2 separate regions of the Sus scrofa genome follow, and region 2 is linked to region 1. Evidence: chromatin contacts called from public Hi-C data. All regions are on one chromosome and are shown on one strand. Each heading gives the region's core, a stretch centred on a gene start, on an enhancer-like site or on the middle of the called end of the contact. The rest is flanking DNA. Distances are from core to core; before and after follow the strand shown.

The links. Hi-C and Micro-C count contacts between places; a contact is called where the count stands out from the background.
Region 2: a Hi-C map of liver shows a contact between it and region 1, with 4 times the contacts expected there. The contact joins two enhancer-like sites. A contact is called at or near these places in 5 of 47 Hi-C or Micro-C datasets (liver and skeletal muscle) and 1 of 2 datasets of contacts at active chromatin or transcription factors (alveolar macrophages).

What each region holds. Positions count from the first base shown.
Region 1 is chr15:45,856,702-45,861,141 of Sscrofa11.1, forward strand. No RefSeq gene overlaps it. Among named protein-coding and RNA genes, the nearest start is that of CENPU, 7.5 kb to the left of the region's middle. Within about 2 kb of position 2,025, at least 13 of the 83 cell types and tissues checked have an H3K27ac peak or open chromatin away from gene starts, as enhancers often do. A contact at or near this core is called in liver, where this site is marked.
Region 2 is chr15:45,991,343-45,995,782 of Sscrofa11.1, forward strand. No RefSeq gene overlaps it. Among named protein-coding and RNA genes, the nearest start is that of ACSL1, 60 kb to the left of the region's middle. Within about 2 kb of position 2,424, at least 4 of the 83 cell types and tissues checked have an H3K27ac peak or open chromatin away from gene starts, as enhancers often do. A contact at or near this core is called in liver, where this site is marked.

The DNA.
Region 1 (4,440 bases), core at 775-3,274:
AAGAAGCCATAGATAAGATTTCTATTTCAAGATGCTGCCTGTTGAGCTGTACTCTTCCCATCACTGTTAAACTTTTGTAAATGTTTGCTAAACTCAAAAACCTTGTCGGGGTGTGTTGAGGGGGTGGGGGCTGGAGTGGTGAAGTAGGGGTAGTGTTCAGGATGGGGTGTTGGAAGGGAGCTGAAAACTAGGAGGGAGCCAGTGGCTCCAGAGCCTCAGGGTAACTCGGAGCAATGGGGTGGCAGGGGGTGGAGAAGGTTGGAGGTGCTGAAAGGCGTCTATGAGGCGGGTCGTGAGGTCCTGTAATTAACTCTCATGTTTGGAAAATAATAATTTTAAAAAACCTATTGCTTTTATTTATACAAATTCAGAAAAGAAAGGTACAAATCATCTTGGATGCTTGGAATAAATTGAGTGGTTAGGTAAGAACACTTCCCTGCGGAGTAGGTTGATTTATTTATTGGTTCCACATTTTGGAATTATTAATTTGATGTTCAATGAAAATACAAGTGCAAATATTAATTGATCTTACAGGATTACCATGAGGATAAGAAATAAAGGCATATAGAAGGGCTTATCTTTGGGTTGGGGGGACTGCATCACGCAGCAGCTTGATTCAGGATCTCACTTCCCAGACCTGGGTTCAGCTCCCGACCAGAGACTGAACCCAGGCTGCAGCAGTGAAAGTGCCAAATCCTAAACACTAGACCAGTAGGGGACTCCCGGGCTTAGAATTTTTATTATGCCTCTTTGCTTTCTTTCCAGCGATCTTGGTCTGTTGAATTGCCTATTCAGGGCTGTGTCCACTAGAGGGCAGAGAAAGAACGGGGCTGGAGATCGGAACATGTAACCGGAGACCGGAGTTGCTTGCTAAGGTTCAGACATTGCAAATATTGGCTCAAAGTTGGTTCAAGATTAATAAGACTAAACATCTTATCAACTGCCTTTGCTCAACTCATTTTCCCCTTTATGTGCATGATCCTCTTCCATAATTTATCAAATCCACTCCTGTGAGTTTCCTTTAGGGCAAAGAGTATAATTTTCTCTTGTGGAAAATAAGATCATTTATTTATCAGATTTTCCAAATTTCTTTTTTAACTTCTTACAGCACCTATGAATTATTGGGTACACAGGAATAACCCCCATTCCTGGCAGTTCTCATCAGGAAGGAACTAAAGTTGTTATCTGTTTCAAACAGACCAACTGCCTGACATCTGTAACTAAGATACAACAAAACAAACCCAAAATGTCCCAGGAAGGAGGAGGGTGCAGGCCAGGAGGGAGGAGACCTTCCCTTGGATTCTCGCTTGAAAGAAAAGGGGCAACAAAAATTCAGAAAGGAAATACTATTTGGTGTTATTAAAGTTGGAGGGCAGTAAATCAACTGTATTTTAAGAAAATAAAGAACAATGGTAAAGGCAACTATAGATATCATTAGCTATATAGAGGTAATAAAGATACGTATAAAAGCCATTATTATTGCATTTATACTTTCTAAACTTTCTAGTTTTACTATGTGATTTAAAAAGTAAATGCATAAAACAATAATATAGATCTATATTCATAGAAATGTAAGTACGTATTATAAAGATGTACTGCATGCCAATAAACAAAGATTTTTCCAGGGAGGGATGGACTGGGGGTTTGGGGATTGGCATACGCACACTGAGGTATATAGAATGATTGGCCAATGGGGACCTGCTGAATAGCACAGGGAACTCTACCCAATATCCTGTGATAATCTATGTGGGAAAAGAATCTGAAAAAGAATGGATGTGTGTGTATATATAAGTGATTTATTTTGTCGTACAGCAGAAATCATCACAAGATTATAAATCAACTATACTTCAATCCTTTTTAAAAGATGCAGATAAACAGAAAGAAAGTAAGAAGGAAGGAAGGAAAAAGATTTTTCCATTGGAGCAAACTGAACATTGCCTTCCCCATGTCACATGCTTTCTGACACTGCCCTGGCTCTGATACCCAGCTACTAAACTTGTTTGCTCTGTAACTAATATTCTACTTTTTCCAGACCTAACTGGCACTTCTCCTACCCAAGCTGAGGTCACATGGCCAAATAGATCGGATCACCGCATCCTGACGATGTGATGTCACATAGCTCAGATTCCATTCCCAGCTCCCTGCAGGACTTAAGAAAGTCTGGTGCAGGAACCCCAGCAGGAACATTCTAGCAAAATTCAGGATTTCACTAGCCAAGAAAAACTGACTTCTAACCCGTGGAGTAACCTTATAGCTCAAATTTCTACAAGGACCAAAGGGGCACAGAAGCTGAGGAAGAGAAAAGAAAATGAAAGAACACTCCAGAGAAAAAGATTTTCTTAAGAAAGAAGAGAAATAAAGTTTCTATAGTAGAAACTTGTCTCTGTATTCTCACTCATGCTCTGGTTAAAAATGAACTTTCTGGAAAAAGTTTTCATCCTTGTAATGACCTTGCTCACACAGATGTGACTTTGGGGTGACCTGAGAACACACACAGTTGTGAGATTGACCTTGTTCAGAATGCTTGGGGCAAGCAAGGTCCTTTCCTCAGGGATCCCTTCTGCTCAGCCAAGGAAGGAGCAGTGAAGAGCCAGGGACCCTTCAGACAAATCCAGGTCAGACAGGCTTCCCTCTAACCCCAGGTGACATAAAAACCTTCTTCCTAGAACCTTCTGCAGGAAGAAACACCTCCGCCCACTTTCTGGCTGCAACCTTGTACCTCATGGTCCCGGTCACTCACCCTTTTGACCTTGTCCCCTAACATAAAAAGATGGTTATCACCACACCACTGCCAAGCCACAATCATGCGCAACAATTTGTTTCCTGCACTTGGAGAACTAGAAAAACCTTCCTAGAGGAAGTGACAGCTGTAATCTCACTGAAATAAAAGGGCAGGAGCAGCCAAGCGGGAGTAAGAGATTGCTCTAGGGAGGGCGCATGCACAAAGTTCCAGGGGTGTGTGAGAGCGTGATGCATTCTGGGAGCAAGACTAAGCTCAATGTGGCTGGAACAGAGATGGGGAGGTGGCGAGAGATGAGGCTGGGCGGTGGGGGACAGGTGGGGACCCTCCAGGTCCTTAATCCTCAAAGTGTAGCGCACAGACCAGTGGCACTGGCACTGCCTGGGCGCTTGTTAGAAATGCAGAATTTCAGGCCTGATTCCAGATTTATTGACTCAGAATCTGCATTCCAAGATCTCCCAGGGATCTGATGCACAATCACGTTTGAGAAGACCTCCTCTAAGTACAGTCAACAGATCAAACCTGAGAGGGGTAGGAAACCTCGGAATGATTAAGCAGAGGAATCACCAGATTAAGACTTGTGCATTAGAGAGATGATTCTTGCCACAAGGTGGAAGAAACGTGGGTGAGTTAGTAGAGAGCAAAACTGGAGACAAGGAGGTCAGGTGAGAGGCTGGTGCAGCTGGCCTGGCCAGAGGTGGTGCCATCCTGCTTGGCAGGAGGATTTAGGGCTGGAATGCTATGGTTGGATTTGATGGACAGCAGGGAAAAGCATCAGTGAGATGTGGCTGCCTGGGGAGGCCCTGGAGTTTCTCTCAAATGCAGCCCAGCGACAGTTCAGCCAGGGTGGGGCAGGGAGGGAAGCTGGCAGGTACCAGCAGGGTGGGGGCGGCAGTATCAGTGGGCGTGGGAAAGCAAGAGGCTCAAAGACAAGAGTCCCTCTGTGCCTGCACATGTTGCCCAATGCAGAATGCCAGCCGACTGGTTTTACGCCCGCTCCACGTATGTCCCCTGCAGCAGCACTGCTGTCACACACTGACTCACCCTCCAGCTTTACAAGCCACATGCAAAGCAGGAAGACCGCCTCAGGTTCTTGGGGGAAAATCCAGAAAATCGTGTTATAACAAGGACCATCACTGTTAGAGAAATCTAATAGAACCAGCACCTCTTTAAAAATCTAAACAAAAGAGAGTAGCAAAGAACTTACAAGCAATATATAGTAGTGAAAAAGAACAGAATCTTTCTGCTTCCTGGAAAGAACAGAATCCCTCTGTACCTGAGGCACGGTGCTGAGAAGCAGAACTCACCTAGCAAGACACCCACCTTTTGAACAAGTCAGGAGCAGAGGAGTTAAAAGCCAAAGGAGGAGTTCCCATTGTGGCTCAGCCATAAGGAACCCAACTGGGGATGAGGGTTTTTTTCCCGGCCCTGCTCAGTGGGTTAAGGATCTGGCATTACTGTGAGCTGTGGTGTAGGTCACAGATGCAGCTCAGATCTGGCGTTGCTGTGGCTGTGGTGTAGGCCAGTGGCTACAGCTCCAATTAGACCCCTAGCCTGGGAACCTCCATGTGCCTCGGGTTCGGAAAGAAAGAAAGAAAGAGGGAAGGAGGGAGGGAGGAAGGAAGGAGAAAGAAAGAAAGACAAAGGAAAAATTCCAGATTCCTTTTTATGCCAAATATATAGATAATAATAAGTTGGGT
Region 2 (4,440 bases), core at 1,174-3,673, 140 kb after region 1:
TCCATTTCATCTTTGGACTAGCTAGCTAGATGTGTTTTTTGTTTTTGGGGTTTGCTTTTTTTTTTTTTTTTTTTTTTGTCTTTTTGCCTTTTCTAGGGCCACTCCCTCGGCATATGGAGGTTCCCAAGCTAGGGGTCTAATCGGAGCTGTTGCTGCTGGCCTACGCCAGAGCCACAGCAACATGGAATCTGAGCCACATCTGTGACCTAAACCACAGCTCATGGCAACGCCAGATCCTTAACCCACTGAGCAAGGCCAGGTATCGAACCCGCAACCTCATGGTTCTTAGTCAGATTCGTTAACCACTGCACCACGATGGGAACTCCTGTTTTTTGTTTTTAATTATTATGGTTCATTTTTTTCCCCTAAAGAGATGGTTTAATTCGGCCCTCTCTCTCTTCCCAGTTCTCAGCTCTACAACCTTAGGTCAGGAAAGCAAATTTATGTTTCCATGTTATAAAAGATGGACCCATAGGTTAAGAGCACCTTGTCCGGGGGTTCCCAAATCTGGCTGTGCATCAAAATCACATGGACAATATATATACATAGACACAGAGATAGGGAATTGAATGGTAGCCAATGTTCCATTAATCCATAGAATTTCACTTAGGAACCACTATTCATCTTACAGTCAAGGAAACTGAAGGTCATAATTTGTGGTGGAGCTGAGCTAAGAGAACCCAAGCCTCTTGATTCACAGGCCTGTTCAAGTTCTACTGAAGATTCCATTACTTCCAACAACTGCAGGGGCTAAAGAGATAAACATCTCTCAGTGAAATTCCAAATGGATTTGGGGGTACTTCTATTTTATCTTTTTCTCCTAGATCTCCACTCTTTATGAAAATATTGGGTCTAACATTCCTTAATAGCAAGAACTTCAAATCCCAGTACTATTAGAAACAAACCACAAAGACTCAGTTCCATCCCATTAGGAGCTTGTTGAATAGATCATTTAGCATTTATTGAAGGCTCATTGTATGCATGGCTCTATGCTAGGCTCTCTGAGAACATAAAATTTTTTTTAATTAAAAAAAAAAAGGATGGGTTCCAAAGGAACTTGCAGTTTAATTGAAGAGGGGGGGCCCAAACATATAAAAAGGTAATGACACTGATTTGTGCAATAATGACTTTTCCTCGTGGGTATATTAGTTAGGGCATGTTTGTGTGCTGTAACACACAAACTCTCAAATGTTTAATAGAAATTTCTGGTAGGTGAGCAGCTCTCCTCCAGGCAGTGATTCAGGTTCTCAGGCTCTTTCCCATCTTTTAGCTCGGCCATTTCAACACCAGTTTCCATGTGGTATCAGCTACCTACTGATAGGACTTTAAAATGATTACAGCCATGGAGTTCCTGTTGTGGTTCAGTGAAGATGAGTCCAACTAGGAACCATGAGGTTGCGGATTTGATCCCTAGCCTCGATCATTGGGTTGGGGATCCAGCATTGCCATGAGCTGTGGTGTAGTTCCAGGATGTGGCGGGATCCCACATTGCTATGGCTGTGGTGTAGGCCAGAAGCTATGGCTCCGATTGGACCCCTACCTTGGGAGCCTCCACGTGCCTCAGGTGCAGCCCTAAAAAGCAAATAAAAATAAAAACGGGATTTCCCGTCGTGGCTCAGTGGTTAACGAATCCAACTAGGAACCACGAGGTGGCGGGTTCGATCCCTGGCCTTGCTCAGTGGGTTAAGGATCTGGCGTTGCCGTGAGCTAAGGTGTAGGTTGCAGATGCGGCTCGGATCCCTTGTTGCTGTGGCTGTGGCGTAGGCCGGTGGCTACAGGCTCTGATTAGACCCCTAGCCTGGGAATCTACATATGCCATGAGAGCGGCCCTAGAAAAGGCAAAAAGACAAAATAAATAAATAAATAAATAAATAGATAAATAAAATAAAAATTATTACAACCATAAAGAAGACTGCTTCACAGTCTTCTCCTTGTTGAACCAGTCATGGTGACTCTTCTGTCTGGGATTCTCTTTAACCATTAGGGCCTCCCGGCTGAGTGTCCCACCCAGTCTTTGTGACCTCACCACAGGGATTCTCTATGTGGATTTTCCATCCACTCTCCTCCTCCTCTCCATTTATTTTCCCTTTGCTCTGATTTCTTTCCTTCCTTTGAAAAATCTTATTGAAATATTCATTTTGGTACACCCAAAATTGTAAATGGAATAAGTAAAACCAAACCTAAAAATAAAAATGCTGCTGTGCCATCTCAAAGCCTTTCTAGTGAAGTACAAAATGCATGTGAAAATACAATACACTGCTACTGAATCCAGAGGGGAGAACACAGCAACTTTTGCCAGCTTTGGTGATTTTTTAACCCAAAGAACCAGCAGAAAAGCCAAGAAGGTGAGGTTCTCTTCCTAGACTGTGGTGACAGCACTCTGACCCATCTCCCGGCCCATGGATCCTGGGGTCAGAGACCTTGAACAGGTCTCCTTTTGTGGCCAGGCAAAGGGATCCAGTCTCACCAGCAGAACTGCTTTTAACACAAGCAACCAACAACAACAACCTTCCTTTCGTGGGGTGGGGTGGGACAGAGAGGAGATAATTAAGAAAACAGATTATACACAGAAAATTTTACACAATTTTTAAAGACTGGAATTTTTAAATTTTTAAATCATTTTTAAAGATTGTGTAATGATAGGAAAACATTTCACTGCAAATGTGTGCATAGCCACTCCTGTTAATCTTTAACAAGAGTCTGTCCTTTCTCTTACTTGGCACCAGGTTGGGCAGAGAATTCAGGGAACAGGTATTTTCTGAGGATTCTTTTCGGCTCTTCCATGGGCCCTGCCTGATCCCGACATAGACTACCACCCAAGGCCGAGTATAAGAAGATGACAGGAGTCTCTGGCCAGATGGACTGGTGCTGGACAGATCACATGAGAAAATAGATTATGTTACATACATCTACACATATATTCCACTTTTAAACACATATACAAAGTGCTTTTTTCTGATTCTGAAATGTATACTTAATAAAAAAAAACTCATGGAAAATTTAAGAGACAAAAATCATTCCTCACCATCTCCTGCGGCAAACTATACTTTCCTATATTTCTTTCCTGCTTTCACATATTATATATATTATATATTATATATATATATAAAATCATCTGTACATGTATATATCTATCTATATCTGTGTATGTATATATATATCACATAATTGGTTTCATATTATACATGTTATATTGGTTATCTTGTAGAATTTTTGTATTCAACATTGTAGCATTGTATTCAAATATTGGAAATCAGTGGCTGCATGTTTGGTTGGAGCCCTGTTTTGCCCTATCACACTGTCTCTAGGACCAGCACTCTAGTTGGAGCTAGAGGCCCCTCATTCCATATGGCTTCTAAACAGCAGGGAGCACATATCCTGATTTGCCCAGATGATCCCAGTTTATGCCAGTTATCCCTGTGTAATTAATAAGAGTTCCCTTCTCCACCCTTAAAAGTGTTTGCATTTGGACGATCAATGATATGGTCACCATCCTATACCCTGCCTGCCTTGCTCATCTAAGTTCCTGCCATGAAAGTGTTTGAGGTGACAGTGTATTTCTGTCTATTGTGGGGCTGTGGCCTCCAGGGCTGCAGAGATTAAGAGAAACAGCAGGACCTTTCTGGCTCTCCCAAAAACTGAACCCTAAGGAAAATAGCCCTTGTGGTGCATTAAGCTTTCCACCTTCCAAACACATACAGCATGTGATAGAAGCATTTCTCTTGAGGTTGGTGGAAATTGTCTTTAGATCTTATACTTTTATGTATATTACATGGATTTAGTCTATTTTTATTGCAATAACCCAAGAGTATAAACACAAATGTCTTGGAGTTCCCATCTTGGCTCAGCAGAAATGAATCTGACTAGGAACAATGAAGTTGCGGGTTTGATCCCTGGCCTCGCTCAGTGGGTCAAGGATCCAGTGTTGCCATAAGCTGGGATATAGGTCACAGACGTGGCTCAGATCTGATGTTGTTGTGGCTGTGGCTGTGACTGTGGCCAGCAGCTGTAGCTCTGATTTGACCCCTAGCCTAGGAACCGCCATATGACAGGGGTACGGCCCTAAAAAAACTATATATATATATATATAGTTATCTGTCTTTATTTGTGGTTTCCAAACACAGCATTATGCACAAAATGGATGCTCAATTAATATCACAAATTCACAGTCTTTAAGACTGACATTTAAAAAAAAAAACTTAGTAAAATTTGTGTCAATTCTGATATAGAAAAACTTCCTACTAGACAGAGCTAGAAGAAGGGACAGTTGAACTGGAAGGTTTAAAATGTATTTTGAAGGCAAACACTATAACAGAATATTTTGTTATTAAAACATTGCATGTTATCTGAGTAATTGACCTGATACTCATTTTTTAAAAATATAAATAGTTCCATTTTGTCTAATATGAAAGTAAATATCACCCATAACTACATCCTCTA